Linked DNA regions of Mus musculus: all the other regions are linked to region 1. A link is a contact called in public HiChIP or PLAC-seq data. All regions are on one chromosome and are shown on one strand. Each heading gives the region's core, a stretch centred on a gene start, on an enhancer-like site or on the middle of the called end of the contact. The rest is flanking DNA. Distances are from core to core; before and after follow the strand shown.

What was found. HiChIP or PLAC-seq counts read pairs in DNA pulled down with a chosen protein or histone mark.
Region 2: a contact with region 1 is called in an H3K27ac HiChIP or PLAC-seq map of large pre-B cells, with 23 times the contacts expected there. The contact joins the enhancer-like site here to the promoter of Rcan1 in region 1. A contact is called at or near these places in 10 of 39 promoter capture datasets (3T3-L1-derived adipocytes, the C10 cell line, the SN4741 cell line and 7 more), 6 of 484 Hi-C or Micro-C datasets (the N1E-115 cell line, adipose-derived mesenchymal stem cells, bone marrow-derived macrophages and 3 more), 13 of 115 datasets of contacts at active chromatin or transcription factors (embryonic forebrain, embryonic hindbrain, embryonic midbrain and 8 more) and 2 of 9 other capture datasets (adipose tissue and embryonic stem cells).
Region 3: an H3K27ac HiChIP or PLAC-seq map of T-cell acute lymphoblastic leukemia shows a contact between it and region 1, with 10 times the contacts expected there. The contact joins the enhancer-like site here to the promoter of Rcan1 in region 1. A contact is called at or near these places in 10 of 39 promoter capture datasets (3T3-L1-derived adipocytes, the C10 cell line, the HPC-7 cell line and 7 more), 1 of 15 datasets of contacts at CTCF or cohesin (stem cell-derived epiblast-like cells), 2 of 484 Hi-C or Micro-C datasets (bone marrow-derived macrophages and regulatory T cells), 15 of 115 datasets of contacts at active chromatin or transcription factors (SST interneurons, T-cell acute lymphoblastic leukemia, bone marrow-derived macrophages and 8 more) and 2 of 9 other capture datasets (adipose tissue and embryonic stem cells).
Region 4: a contact with region 1 is called in an H3K27ac HiChIP or PLAC-seq map of embryonic stem cells, with 5 times the contacts expected there. The contact joins the enhancer-like site here to the promoter of Rcan1 in region 1. A contact is called at or near these places in 2 of 39 promoter capture datasets (hippocampal neurons and liver), 2 of 115 datasets of contacts at active chromatin or transcription factors (both in embryonic stem cells) and 3 of 9 other capture datasets (adipose tissue, embryonic stem cells and liver).

Annotation. Positions count from the first base shown.
Region 1 is chr16:92,464,071-92,467,454 of GRCm38.p6, reverse strand. It overlaps Rcan1 (regulator of calcineurin 1), which reads left to right and starts at 1,286. Exons shown (of 4, transcript NM_001081549.2): 1 at 1,286-1,622. The coding sequence starts at 1,377. Gm46555 (a long non-coding RNA gene) reads right to left here. Exons shown (of 4, transcript XR_003951847.1): 4 at 1,621-3,384.
Region 2 is chr16:93,555,965-93,559,310 of GRCm38.p6, reverse strand. No RefSeq gene overlaps it. Among named protein-coding and RNA genes, the nearest start is that of Gm30695, 26 kb to the right of the region's middle. Within about 2 kb of position 1,485, at least 11 of the 459 cell types and tissues checked have an H3K27ac peak or open chromatin away from gene starts, as enhancers often do.
Region 3 is chr16:93,572,690-93,575,960 of GRCm38.p6, reverse strand. No RefSeq gene overlaps it. Among named protein-coding and RNA genes, the nearest start is that of Setd4, 29 kb to the left of the region's middle. Within about 2 kb of position 1,275, at least 54 of the 459 cell types and tissues checked have an H3K27ac peak or open chromatin away from gene starts, as enhancers often do. A contact at or near this core is called in the HPC-7 cell line, T-cell acute lymphoblastic leukemia, double positive thymocytes and 1 more, where this site is marked.
Region 4 is chr16:93,815,065-93,818,495 of GRCm38.p6, reverse strand. All of the region lies in intron 1 of Gm30881 (a long non-coding RNA gene), which reads left to right. Among named protein-coding and RNA genes, the nearest start is that of Morc3, 15 kb to the left of the region's middle. Within about 2 kb of position 1,950, at least 237 of the 459 cell types and tissues checked have an H3K27ac peak or open chromatin away from gene starts, as enhancers often do. A contact at or near this core is called in adipose tissue, embryonic stem cells and liver, where this site is marked.

The DNA.
Region 1 (3,384 bases), core at 37-2,536:
TCTGCATCATAACTACAGTTTTGCTACTGTTCAATTGTTGTCTAAATGTCTGATATGTGGGAGATCTATACGCAAAACCCGTGACGGTTCTTGGACCTCCAAGGGGGTCAAGAGCCACAGGTTGAGACCCATTGCCCTCCTGCTACAAGGATTTGAATGAGAAATGTCTCCTGGGAAGTCTGCCATTTGAACACTGGTCCCCAGTTGGTAGTACTGTGTGGGGAGGTCTAGGGAGTTTGGCTTTCCTGGAGGAAGTGAGCCACCGGGGGCAGGCTTTGGTAGTAGAAACAGTTCACCTATCTAGTTTGTTTCTAGTTCCATGTCCCTGCTTCATGGTTGTGGCTGAGATTTGATCTCTCAGCATCTTGCCTCCGGCTGCCATACCTATTACTTAGCCACCACAATGGACACTTATCCCTCTGGGACGCTATATGGAACACTAAGAAACTCTTTTATAAATTGTTTGGTCGTGGTATTTTATCACAGTAACAGGAAAGTAATTGATACACATAGCTTTTTTTCTTTTTCTTGAGATACTAAAGCAGAAAGGGAAGTTTTTAGAGGAAAGAGAGGCAGCCAGCAGAATTGGAGAAAAGGCACGAGGGAGGGCGATGGGAGACAAAATACAGTGTTATCTGTGTATACACAAAATACACGATATATGTATGAAAATAATTATTGAAACCCACTCATTTTGTGCTAAAAAATGCTTCTAATTATCCAAAAATTGGACAGTAACATAATGACTAACACGTTGAACTATAAACATAAGGCCATATCACGATGTTACTCAAGTCTTATTTGTGATTCCGCGACAATATGCACTAAGTATCTAAGCACTGCTAACGTCTACGGAACAGAGCCTCTAACTAGATTTAGTTTAAGTCCTTAAAATTGGCTGCGTGTTTCCAAACGTCGCCGCGTGGGAACCGCAGAAGCTCTGCCTCCGGGTTACCGTTCCACAGGCTAACACCCGGCTTGTGTCCTTCAACAGGCACCGCCAGCTGTCAGAAAAGCAGAACTGGCCAGAGGCCTCTGCCCCTAACAAATATGGCCGCCCCAAGGCTTCAGGCTTAGGGCGGCAGAGTGGGTGTCACGTGACAAAAATCCCGTCGTATTATTGGTCTGCTCTATAGGAAGGGCGGGACTTGATGGCCCGAGTGGGCCGACCTTAAAGGGAACGTTCTTGGGCTCCGCGAGAGCTACGATTCGAGGCCGGCGAGCGCAGGCTGGCCGCCCCTCCCGCGCGGGGCGGAGGCGGACAGGGCGGGCACTGGAAGGCGGCGTCCCGGCGCCGCGGTGACCCCCAGAGGGTGAAGCGGGAGCCGGCGGCCGCGGCGCCGAGTGGAGCGGAGCTAAGGGAGCGCGCGCCGGGCATGGAGGACGGCGTGGCCGGGCCGCGGCTCGGAGAGGTGGCGGAGGCGGTCGAGGCACGGGCGCCCCGTAGGGTGACTCTGCGGCCCTTCGCGCCCTTCTCTGCGGCTGCCGAGGGGGACGGGGGCGGCGGCGGCGACTGGAGCTTCATCGACTGCGAGATGGAGGAGGTGGATCTGCAGGACCTGCCGAGCGCCACCATCGCCTGCCACCTGGACCCGCGCGTGTTCGTGGACGGCCTGTGCCGGGTGAGGACCGGGCCTCCGTCGGGGCGGAGGGCGGACACTTGTTGCGGGGCGCGGCCGGGGCGGGGACGGGCCGAAGCCCTGCTCCAGGGGTCTCAGACACTGGAGACGAGCTTTCTTTTGCACAGCCTACATAGTCCAGGTCGTGTTCTACGGGATCATTGAAGATCAGAAATCAATTCCTCCTCCCAAGTACCATGATTGGTTACTCAGACCTGCCCCATCTCCTTCCCAGGGTGTCAAATTTGTGTGGATTTGGGCGAGGAAGGAACAATTCCTAATGTACTCAGTGACCCTGATGGTGGCATGTCGCTCCTTTAAGGGTGAACTAAATATCCTAAAGGCTTAGGAAAGACTTTCCCCCCAACCGCATTCAACCAAAACTGGCCAATCAACCGCAAGATAATGAGCAGCCAGGATCCTCACCCAAACACTGGCTTTTCTTCCAATAGTGCAGATTGAGAACGCAGAGCGTAGTCTATTTATGAACGGTGAGTCACGTCTGTTTTCTCCGTCCTCCCAATGAATGAGCTGCACCCTTCCTTTGACAGTAAATGCAGGGCAGGGGCTAAACCCCAACGGACCATGAACAGTTCCCTTGGCCACTTCAGGTGATAATTCATCGAGCACTTGCCCTAAAGGCAAAAATGCAATTTGATTCTCTGCTGTATCTTCCGATCCCAGAACAGCCTCACAACAGAATCTTAATAAATGTGGAAATGAGTGACTGGCCAAGTGGGCAGAGCCTTAGACAATGCTGTTCCAGGATACTAGGCACCCAGACAAATGCAGTCTCACTCTGAACTGATCTTGCTTCAGACAGAAAAAGAGAGCCTGAGATCCCTAAAAGAGGTTTGAAGTGCTGGCGAGAGCTCAACCGGCAGAGAGCGATGAGAAAAGCCCCGAGCTGTGACAATTGTTGCTCTCTCTACACAGGATGTCCTGAAGCGTGTGCATAGCCATTGTAAATCCTCTCTGAAAGTAAATGGCCGTATAAATTATAAATAACCAAGACACAGTGGTGTCTCTCTTGGCAGCGACCTTCAGCTCCACTTCATTGACATGTGGACTCAGTGCCAAGGGCTGAAAGCTTTGCTGACATGTTTGATTGAGGGAAACAGAAAAGGTAAATATCAGCGGTAGCAGAAGGCGACGACGGTGCTCTAGGGAGAAGGAGGAGGGCTCAGGGAGTAGAGGTCTGAGAAGGAAGGCGTTGGCTGCTGTGCGTCCAATGAGCAAAGATGACAACACTCTTGGAATGATAAGGTGGTGATTGCTAAGGACTGATGCTGGTTTCCAGGCGTGGTTTCAGACTCAGGAGGAAGTGGAGAGTTTGCCAGGCTTGTCACTTTCATAGAGCTTGGATTCTGGAAGGTGTGGAGACAGACAGACCTCAGGGAAGAAGCACATGACAGGGGTGCTCTTGAGCACAGCCCCACCACTGACATCTCTCTGATGCTAAAATCCACATGTGGTGAAGTTTCCTATGTAAAACAGTAGGTGCTTGCAAATAGCATATGCATGATATAGCATATGCATAATACAACATATGCATAATACAGCATATGCATAATACAGTATATACATAATATAGTATATGCATAATACAGCGTATGCATAATGTAGTATATGCATAATACAGCATATGCATAATATAGCATATGCATATCCTCCCGTGTGCTTTAAGTCATCTCTAGGCCACTTACGCTACCTGGTAGGTTGTAAATGTATATAAATAGTTGTTATACTGTTATTGTTGTTGTTT
Region 2 (3,346 bases), core at 236-2,735, 1.1 Mb before region 1:
ATCCTGTTCCTCATGGTGTGGTGACTCCGGCTGTAAAATTATTTAGTTACCACTCCATAACTGTAATTTTGTTACTGTTATGGATTGTAATGTAAATATCTGTCCTTTCCAAGGGTCCTAAGTGACCCCTGTGAAAAGGTTGATTGACCCCCTCCCCCAAAAGGTCACGACCTTCAGGTTAAGAACTACTGCTTTAGATTTTCAGGTTGGGGAATCCTTAAAAGTCGTATACATTTAAACGACCCCTGTTAAACTTAATTGGCAACAAAAAGGAGTTACTTCAAACACCTTAGTATAAAGGAGACCCCAGCTCTTAAGACTGGAATTGTTTTTGGAATCACTGTATTCATTTTTCTATGGCAGAGCTGGAAAAACTTAGTCCTTTTACTTAGGGTGGAGTTGGATGAGACTTCGGGGCAAGGAAGTTACTCATTGAGAAGATTATTCTGAATTAATATTGTGATTTTAACCACAGGGGCCTCCAACTAAGCCGCATCTCAAGTGGCGGGAGAGAGGAGCGGACACAGAGAAAGTAGCGAATCCGAGCAAGCCCCTAGTGAAAGTCTGACCGACCGCTGAGTCCTCTGCAGGAAGGGCTTGGGAAGGCGAGTGGAGATCATTTTCACTGCCTCTGCTCCCCTGCTCCACCAGCTGTGCTGAGCTTAGCGGTTTGCTGGGTGCTGGGCTCCTACTTTTATGCTCTCTGCATCCAGCAGGACCTTTCCGCTGTGAAGCATCTATCGGACCTGACAGTTCCCCACTGTTCTGTTTACCTGTAGCCCTGCACAGCCCTTCCTAGCCCCCAGACAACATCCCTTGATATTTAAGAAGCAACCAGATTCTGGGCTATTTTCGCTTGGAATTTTTAGCTTTCTCTCCCCAAATCCCCTCGGGCTATAAATTAATTTGAGCCAGAGCATGCCTTTAAGACAAGGGGACTCTAGTACGGGACAAGGGTTTGCTCTTTTTGAAATTGCATATAATTTAACACGGTATAACCTTGGAAGACGAAATGTGACCTGCTCAGAGAGGCGCAGCGGGATTTACAGAGGCTGGGTGTCTGAGAGCCCTGTCTCAAAGCCGGCAGGTATTCGGTTTCAAATTATCAAAACAGCCTTGTATCAAAACTCTTCTTGGAGTTATTTTGACATCTAAATAATAGTTCTGGCATTTCTCTGAACGTGTAAATCAATAACATCGACTCGGTGCGTTCTTTCCCCTTATTTCCATTCCTTATTCGTCTATAACCTTACATCAGGCATTAATGATTGCTTTAAGCCTTGGCTTAGGTTTGGTACTTTGGCACTTGGTGTTGCTAGAGACTCCTCTTGCTTCCCTCTATGGTTGCTCAGCCCTTCCAGAACGTTCTCTTCCTGAGACAAAGACTCTTCAAAAGCAGAGAAGTGGGTGGAGCAGTTGGCTGGGATCCTTCATTTCAGCCTTCCCCTGACTGTGTTGCAGTCTAAACTTCCGGTTCCTCTCCACATCCTCCCACTGTCCGCGCCCTGTTTTCCCACCGTGGTTTCTGGACAGCTGCCCCAGACCTGGTGCCTGTTGAAGCCTTGACTTTGGGGTCTTAACCCCAGACCCAAAGACTTGGCCTCTCTGGAGAGGAGGTCGCGGAAGGTGCAGTTTTGACTAGAGAGGCTAACAGTGTCAGCGTGAGAAGCGGTCGAGTAGCGTCTCCTCAGATAACTGTTCGTTCCCCCCCAGATACTCCTCTTTAAAATGATATCAGCATGTTGAGACTTTTTATTTAATTATTTTATTTACTTACATTCCAAATGTTGCCCTCCTCCAAGTCCCCTCCCCCACTCAGAGTTCTTCATTCCATTCTCCCTCCCCTATGCCTCTGAGAGGGTGCTCTTCCCTCCCCCTCTCCTGGGCGTCCCCCTTCCCTGGGGTATCAAGTCTACAGGATTAGGCGCATCCTCTTCCACTGAGGCCTGACAAGGCAGTCCTCTGCTACATATGGCTGGGGGCCTTGGGCTAGCCCGTGTATGTTCTTTGGTTGGCGATGCAGTCTCTGGGAGCTCCCGGGGTCCAGGTTAATGTACATGGTTGGTCTTCCTATGAGAGTTCTTGTCCTTTTCAGGTTGACTGTCTGGACCCCTCAACTGAGTGTCTGTGGTCAGTGTCTATTGCTTTGGCATTTGGGACTGGCCTGTGAGCATACCGGGCTTGATTCAGGTATCCATAATGATTCAGGTATCCATATGGTGCCGCACAGATATGGTGCCACATCCTTCTTGGGAGTCATGTTGACCCCTGGAAGTTGTCATGTAGCAAAAGTAAAGCCAGTTAGTGATTTTCTAGTTTCCCACGTTCGATATATAAAGCCAGAGCTGGCCTTGGCTTCAGGAGCGCCAAGTCTTCCAGGCTTTAAGACTTGCTATCTGCTCTGGGCCTGGGTTTGGGAGTGTCTAGCTTCTCCAGGTCTCCGTCCCAGGACGGCATGGTGTACTCTCTCTTCTTATAAGCTGCACACACAGTCAGAGTGTTTTTGTCGTCAGGGGGGAGGCACAAAGTATAAAGATAATAATTTGACTTTTATTGTTTTTTTTCCGTCTTCCTCAAAGAATGTCCATATTTAATATTTGAAAAATAAAACAGGCAGAGAAACAACTCATAACAAAATCAACTTGACTGAAGGCAGAATTCTGGCCTAGCATGCATGATGCCCTGGTTGGGTTCATTCCCTGGAGAAGTCTCAAAATAAAGGCGGTTACAGAACCGCTAACTTAAAAAATGTGGAAAATAACCATGGTTTCCACAGATTAGTTTACTTTGTAGAGGAACAGTACATCTCCAGGAATATAGGCATACGATGGACCCCAGCCTCTCCTGGATACTGGGAGAAACCTGGCTGTGAAACCCTTCTGCTTTAGAAAACAAGGAACAATGTAGCGTGAGGCTTAGCTTTAAAAAACATGGAACAATGTAGCGTGAGGCTCAGCCTTAGGAATGAACACACCACCCGCAGGTGCCCATGAAGTTGGGAAACAGACAAGCGGGCCCATCCAAGGGACCTCCTCAATCTGGAAATTAATATCAGTGTCTTTTCATTTTGCAGACACTCAATTATATTTTGTGTTAGATGCTAGATGGCCCTTTTATTTCTTAAACTTACATTTTGCCCTTATCCCTTTGGTTAATATCATTGTCCACAGCATGGTTCCTTTCTCTAGTTCTATCTCTGCCTGCTCTCTTATGCATCGTGGCTGCTGTGGACATCTTACACAAATGTGGTCAGTCCTGTCCCATGGGTGTTGGGACCTTTGAGAGATGAGCTTGGAGCTCAGTCTCAGGAATTCTGAGTTTAAGGGGCTTGTGAATGGTCTCATGT
Region 3 (3,271 bases), core at 26-2,525, 1.1 Mb before region 1:
CTGGAAACGCACTGACACCCAAGGACACACAGCAGGACACAGGGAGGCAAGCTGTTTGCTGGCTTATGCTCTGCTAACTTCCCTGTACACACAGAACTACCTGCCTGGGGACAGTACAGCTCACGGTGGCCCGGACCTTTCTACACCAATTAATAACCCTGACAGTCTGCACAGGTCAGTCTGATCTAGGCAGTGCCTCAATCCCTGCTTTCCTCTCAGATGACTGTAAACTGTGTCAAGTCAGCAGTGAATGGTAACTAAGTCAACAGCACACCTATTGGTGCAATGTTTACGTTGGACTAAGCTTTAAATAGTAAAGATTTAAAGCACACATATGTGTGGGCGATTTGCAAATTGTTTGCCATTTTGTGAGAGGGCCTTGGTATCCACAAGGGAATCCAAGGATGCTAGATACCTGTCTTCTGGGTTGGTCTGTGTGACCATCAGTAATCCATTCATACTGTGGCACCCCTAAAGGGGGTAGCTCTGCTTAGAGGACTCCGGGTGGTGACAGTTTTTGTCTCTTCACTGGGGAGCATAACTGATCTCAAATATCAAATATGGCTTCTGGACCACCAACCACCCTACCGTATGGGAAGTTGGGCTGCAGCTTCACGGACTGCCCAACACAACACTTGGAGTTTTACCTCCATTTGCTCACGGGGAAGGCCATTCTTTGCCCAAATCCCCTGACTGGGAGGAGACAACACAGGCTTCTTGTTCATCCAGCCTTTCCCTGGCTGCTCTCTGATGCCCCTCAGCGACTGTGGTCAAGTCTTTGAGAGTGAGAGGCAGGGACGGTGGTGAGAACATCGGGTGTGGGGCTGGCTTTGTCTTTGTTCTGTCTGTCTGTAGGTACCGGGGCTTCTGGGAAGGAGTGAGCAGGGGAGGGAGGGCCAGACGAACTCACCCTGAACACTGTTGGGCCTTTTCTTTCTCTGGGCTTTGGTTCATTCTTCAAGTCCTGACATGCCCATGGCTTGTGTACAGTGGCAAGGGGAGCTGGCAGCAGCTGCAGGCGTGCTGGCTGGCCAACCTCATGGTATTGTTTTTGACTATTATCTCATGTGCAGAATGACAGCGACCAGGGCTTGGTGGCCCTCTTTGTTTATGTACATCTTTTTGCTTTGGGAAAGGGGAAGAAAGAACTGGCTCCCTTTAAGAGACATGAACACCGACAAACAAAAGTCAGCTAAGAAGCCCAGATCACACGGGGCCTGTCCTGGGCAGGAAGTGGGGCCTCAGCGTGAGCGTGTACGTTACAGTAAGTTCTCAGCAGACTGAAAACCCTTTCATCACGTTCTGCCCCCCCCACCCCCACACACGATTTGACTTCATCAGCGACATCACTCAAGCACAAATGGTATTCGTCAGGGGTAATCGGCCAACCCCGGAGGCTGTGTTCAAGGTTGCTCGGATGGGACATCTCAAAGCAGTTGTCCGAGTTGAAAGAAAACATTACATTTGATCTCCCTTGAATATGATTTCTGCAGACACTGTGTGCTTCTGCCTTCTTTAGCCCTCTCACCCGTCTCTACCTGGGGGGGTGGGGGGGGGGTGGGGCTGCAGGAAATAGCAGTTCGCAGTTAATTTTACAGTATGTCTGCAGAAACCAGGGCAATGAACAGCCATCCGAGACGTGACCAAGGTTTATTTTCATTAGCCGGCTAATGAACCCGAACAGGTGTGCAGGTTGTTAAATGTTGAGTGACGATCTCTCGCTTCACACATGTCTATGAGGATATTTGTTCTCTTGGATGAGATGGGTATAAGGACTGTGGCAGCCATTCATGAGATGGGGTAATGCCTGCACACGGTCTCCTCTGTACGCTCCTCACTTCTCGGATGCAGGGCATCCAGGATACAGCCAGCCAGGGAGACTCATCCAATGTAACAGAGAAAAATGTGACTCTGCTGGTTTGTGTGTGTGTGTGTGTGTGTGTGTGTGTGTGTGTTTCCGAGTTGAAACAGGGTAGAATCATTTTGGAAGAGGAACCTTCATTGAAGAGTTGGCTCCATCAGATTGACCTATAGGCAAGTTTGTGGAGTGTTTTCTCAATAAATGATAGATGTGGGAGCCCAGGCCACTGTGAGCAGTGCCACTCCTGAGTAAACCAGGGGAGTAGTTCAGTAGTTAGCGTTCCTCTGCGGCTTCTGCTTCAGCTTCTGCTTGAGTTCATGCCCACCTCCCATTGACCATGGCTGTCAGTTGGAAGGTGAAATGAGCCCTTTCCTCCTCAAGTTGCCTGTGTTCGTGGACAGGGACTGAGGCTACTAGGTGAGTGGGGACTTGGTCCTTGAAACCTGTGGTTACATGATTGAAATCTGTGGTCACATGATTAAAACCTGTGGTCACATGATCCATTGGATGGAGAATTTCTTCTGCCCAGGCCCAGAGTACGGTTCAAGTCACAGACCTGAGGTGGAAGTTCACACAAGCAGTGTAAATGTGTCTTCCTCCATATCCTAGGCTTGCGTGTGGGTGCTTATGTGCACATGTGCTTATGTGCACATGTGCTTATGTGCATGTGTGTTTATGTGTATGAGTGTTTATGTGCATGGGTTTGTGTGTGTGTGTGTTTATGTGTATGGGTGTTTGTATGTGGAGGGGTGTTTATGTGGGTGTTTATATGCAAGGGTATTTGTGTGTGTGTTTTGTGTATGGGCGTTTGTGTGTGTTAATGTGTATGGGTATTTGTGTGTGTGTTAATGTGTATGGGTATTTGTGTGTGTGTTTATGTGCATGGGTGTTCATGTATATGGATGTTTATGTGTATGTGTATTTGTGTGTGTGTGTGTGTGTTTATGTGTATGGGTGTTCATGTGTATGGATGTTTATGTGTATGGGTGTTTGTGTGTGTGTGTGTTTATGTGCATGGGTGTTTGCTTGAAGTTGAAATAGTCTATTGGCCATAGTGTTCCATCACAGCAATAGAAGCCCTAACTAAGACAGAGGCATCTCACATTCACAACCCAGGGTATGTCAAGACAGGTGACAGGTTGTGGGTCACTCCTTGACCGAGGACAGCCTTGTCCTTCCCCACCCTCCCCTATCAATTACTAGTTAAGTAAATGCCCTACAGGCTTGCCTACAGCCTGATCTTATGGAGGCTTTTTTTCAATTGAGGTTCCCGCCTCTCAGATGACTTCAGCTTGAGTCAAGTTGACATAAAGCCAGCCAGCACAGACCTGCACAGGATCATGTGTTTGAACATTTGGTCCTCAGAGGATGGCAGTGCTGTGGAAGGTTATGGAACCTTTGGGAGGTGGA
Region 4 (3,431 bases), core at 701-3,200, 1.4 Mb before region 1:
TTTGTCCTGCCTTCCTGAGGTGTCCTGTGCAGAAGGTGTCATAAACAGGCTCACTTCTGAAGGGGATTGATCCAGGAGACTTTCTGTAGCATCCTGTTTAGGGCAGAAACGTTGGGAGCCTATGGATCTATAGGAGCAGAGAAGTTCCTGGGACTCAAGAATGTCTCATGGTATATACCCCATAGGAACAATATTTCTCAGGACATCTAAGGCCCCCTGGTGTCCTGGTGTGTCAATGTCTGGAATCTTGCTGCTACCTCCAGAATGTTGGAGGTAAGTCCACCAGAGAACATACACACTCCTTTTTATTTTTTTAAGATGTATTTATTTTATTTGTATGAGTACACTGTAGCTGTCTTCAGAAACACTAGAAGAGGGCATTGGGTCCTATTACAGATTTTTTTTGTTTTTTTGTTTTTTTGTTTTTTTTTTTTTCCCTCACTGTAGAGAAGAACGTTAGGACAAGCAATATGAAGCAGAGTTGCAGTTTATGACACAGATTAAGCACGGGGGTTAATACAAAGAGAGGCACTCTGGGAAAGTCTAATACAACTGTGGTGGATGGGCTTCTCAAGGGAGAGTCGCATCTGTGGACCCTGTGGCTCTCTCAGTTACATTGTCCCCCCCACCCTTGTCGTCCCCCGTCATCGTGCCCCCCCCGCCCCCCCCCCCCTGCCAAGACAGGGTTTCTCTGTATAGCCCTGGCTGTCCTGGAACTCACTTTGTAGACCAGGCTGGCCTCGAACTCAGAAATCCACCTGCCTCTGCCTCTGCCTCCCAAGTGCTGGAATTAAAAGCATGTGCCACCACGCCCCGGCCAGTTACATTGTTTAAAGAGCATAATTTACTACCCATCTGAAAAAGGTTAAACAAAGCTTAAACCTTAAGAAAAAGCTTTGTGCTTGTTGACTTGATTTCCTTCTGACTTTCCTTTTGTGAACGGAACTGTTCCCATGGCTCCTGGAAGTGTGTAGCTAGGTTTTAGACACAGTATCAACAGGTTGAAACTCAGGGTTACAAATCTTCTGACCCCAAGTGAGCACAGTATGGATGTAAGAAGAAACGAGAATGGAAAGAATGTGATTGCTCCTATGTATGGTAGAGGAGGAGGTTTATCATCATCATCATCATCCATTATTATTATCACTGAGGTAGGGTTTCTCTGTGTAGCCCTGGCTGTCTTAGAACTCACTCTGTAGACCAGGCTGTTCTCAAACTTTCAGAGATCTGCTTGTCTCTGCCTTCCGAGGGCTGGGATTAAAAGTCTGCTCCACAACGCCCGGCAGGAGAAGGTTTATTACAGATAAAAGGGACGGCATAATCAGAGGCAGGGACTTCCGGAAGAGCCTAGAGTGGACACCTGATTCTGAGCCATGTGAGAGGAGGGAGGACTCAGGAAGGGAGAGGAGAGAGAAGGGAGCCGGCTGTAATATCCAGGATGTCCAAAAGAGGAGCAGTAACCAAGATGGTTGGATTCTCTAGGGATGAGCAGCAGCCCAGTCAGCTGGACTAGAGAAGTTTAGGGGAGGGGGGAGGGCATGCAGACCAAAGGATTCTGGGAGAACCTGGGAGCCAAGTTCACTTTGATATGTTAAGAAGGCATCTCAAGCGTTTGTTTTTGCTATGTGTGAGCTGTCTTTAGGAACATATATTATCTCTGCAGATATGTGGCTTTTTACCAGTGGCATTGAGTGGTATTCCTTGACACTCATCAAGGAAGGCAACTGGCTCCCAGGTTCAGTGGATTGGCCCCATTCTACTTCATTTCCTTCTGTGCCTTCCTCCTCCTCTATGCTGTGGCCCCAGCTTTGGCGGGTTTCCAGGAAGTCAGAGATGGGTGGTGTGGCCCAAGAAACCAGAACAAACCAGCTTTCGCTGTAGCTGTAGCGGATGCCTCTTTCCTGTTCCGCTTTCTCGGAGCTGAGGTTGAGAGTGCAGAGTTCTAAAGTCTGAGAGAGTTTGGTTTCAGTTCCTGGCTCTGCTCTGAGCCTTGGCTCTGCTGCCTTAGAAATGCTAACAGGACAGTAAGAATCGAAACCTTGCAAGTGAGGCGGGCCCGGTAGGAGGGATCTCTTCATGCCTGCACACACAGCCTTCACTCACACCAACACCCTTGAAGGTCTTTGTCTCCTAAACGCTGGCCTGTTAGAAGAATACCAAGAGTGTTGCTATTTGTGCCTGTTACCCTCGGCCAGCACCGCCCCTGCCAAAACACTGCTTGTCTCAGTGTAGTGGTTCTTTGGGTCAATTTCACCACTTCTGGGAGGAATTGAACTGGCTTCAATGTGGGTATTGAAACTCGTTCATTAGGAAGAAAGAAAATATCAACCCGAGGCACCGAGAGCCTGGAGATGTGGCTGGGTTGGCAGAGGGCTGGCTTAGCCCTGGGTTTGAGCTCCTTCCTATACAGAGTGGTCATGAGAATCATCGCACACAGCTGTGATCATCACATGTAAAAGGTGGAGGCAGGAAGATAGATGACTCCGTACCAAAAACAAAACAAAACAGACAAAACAAAACCTAGAAGCTGAGGTATGGACGTCTGCCAGGACAGAGCATGCTGTGAAAGCCAATCAAGCTCAGTTAGCCCGAGCCCTCACGCCACCCTTCAGGCCTTTGCCGCAGGGAACATCTGCATGCACATCTTCTTTGTGATGCCTTTTAAAAAAATTTCCCCTTGGATAAGTTTATGTAGGAGGAACCGGTAATAAATATAGATTAAGTAGTATGTGTTTGCAGAAATCGGTAAAGCTCTTTTAGATACCTGTTAGGTCACAGGTCCTCCATTTGTTTAGAAATCAGCTCAAACTAGACTATAGGGTTTGTGGTGGTTAGAAAAAAGCCAGCCAGCATTTCTCTGGAACTTGTGAAATGGGCTTTCCATCCCCCCCCCCCCCCGCCCCCAAGAGGCCCTCCCCAAGCTGTGCACTCCCTTGTCTTTACAGCCCTATGCTTGGTCCTCCCTGAGGTCTTACAGCCCCCTCCCCACTCCCCGCCCCTCACACCTTTCTCTCCTCTAGACACTTCCAAATGCCTCTGGATTGTCCCCCCCCCCCCCAAAAAAAAACCCACAAAACAAAACACACCTTTCCCCTAATGGAGCAGTCATGTTGGCAGTTTCTTTACTGCACCCCATTGCATAGCATATGATATCAAGAAGAGAAAAGGTGCTTGTCTTACTTAGGATTTCTATTGTTAGGATGAAATGTCATGACCAAAAAGCAAGTTGAGAAAGAAAGTGTTTATCTGGCTCACGATTCCATATCACTGCTCATCATCAAAGCAAGTCAAGGACCAGAATTCAAACTGGGCAGGAGCTGACTGCCTGGGGCGGAGGCTGACGAGGGCTGGGGGCTGACGGGGACCGGGCTGACGGAGTCAGAGGACACGGAGGGTGCTGCTCACTGGCTTGCTCCTCATGGATTGCTCGG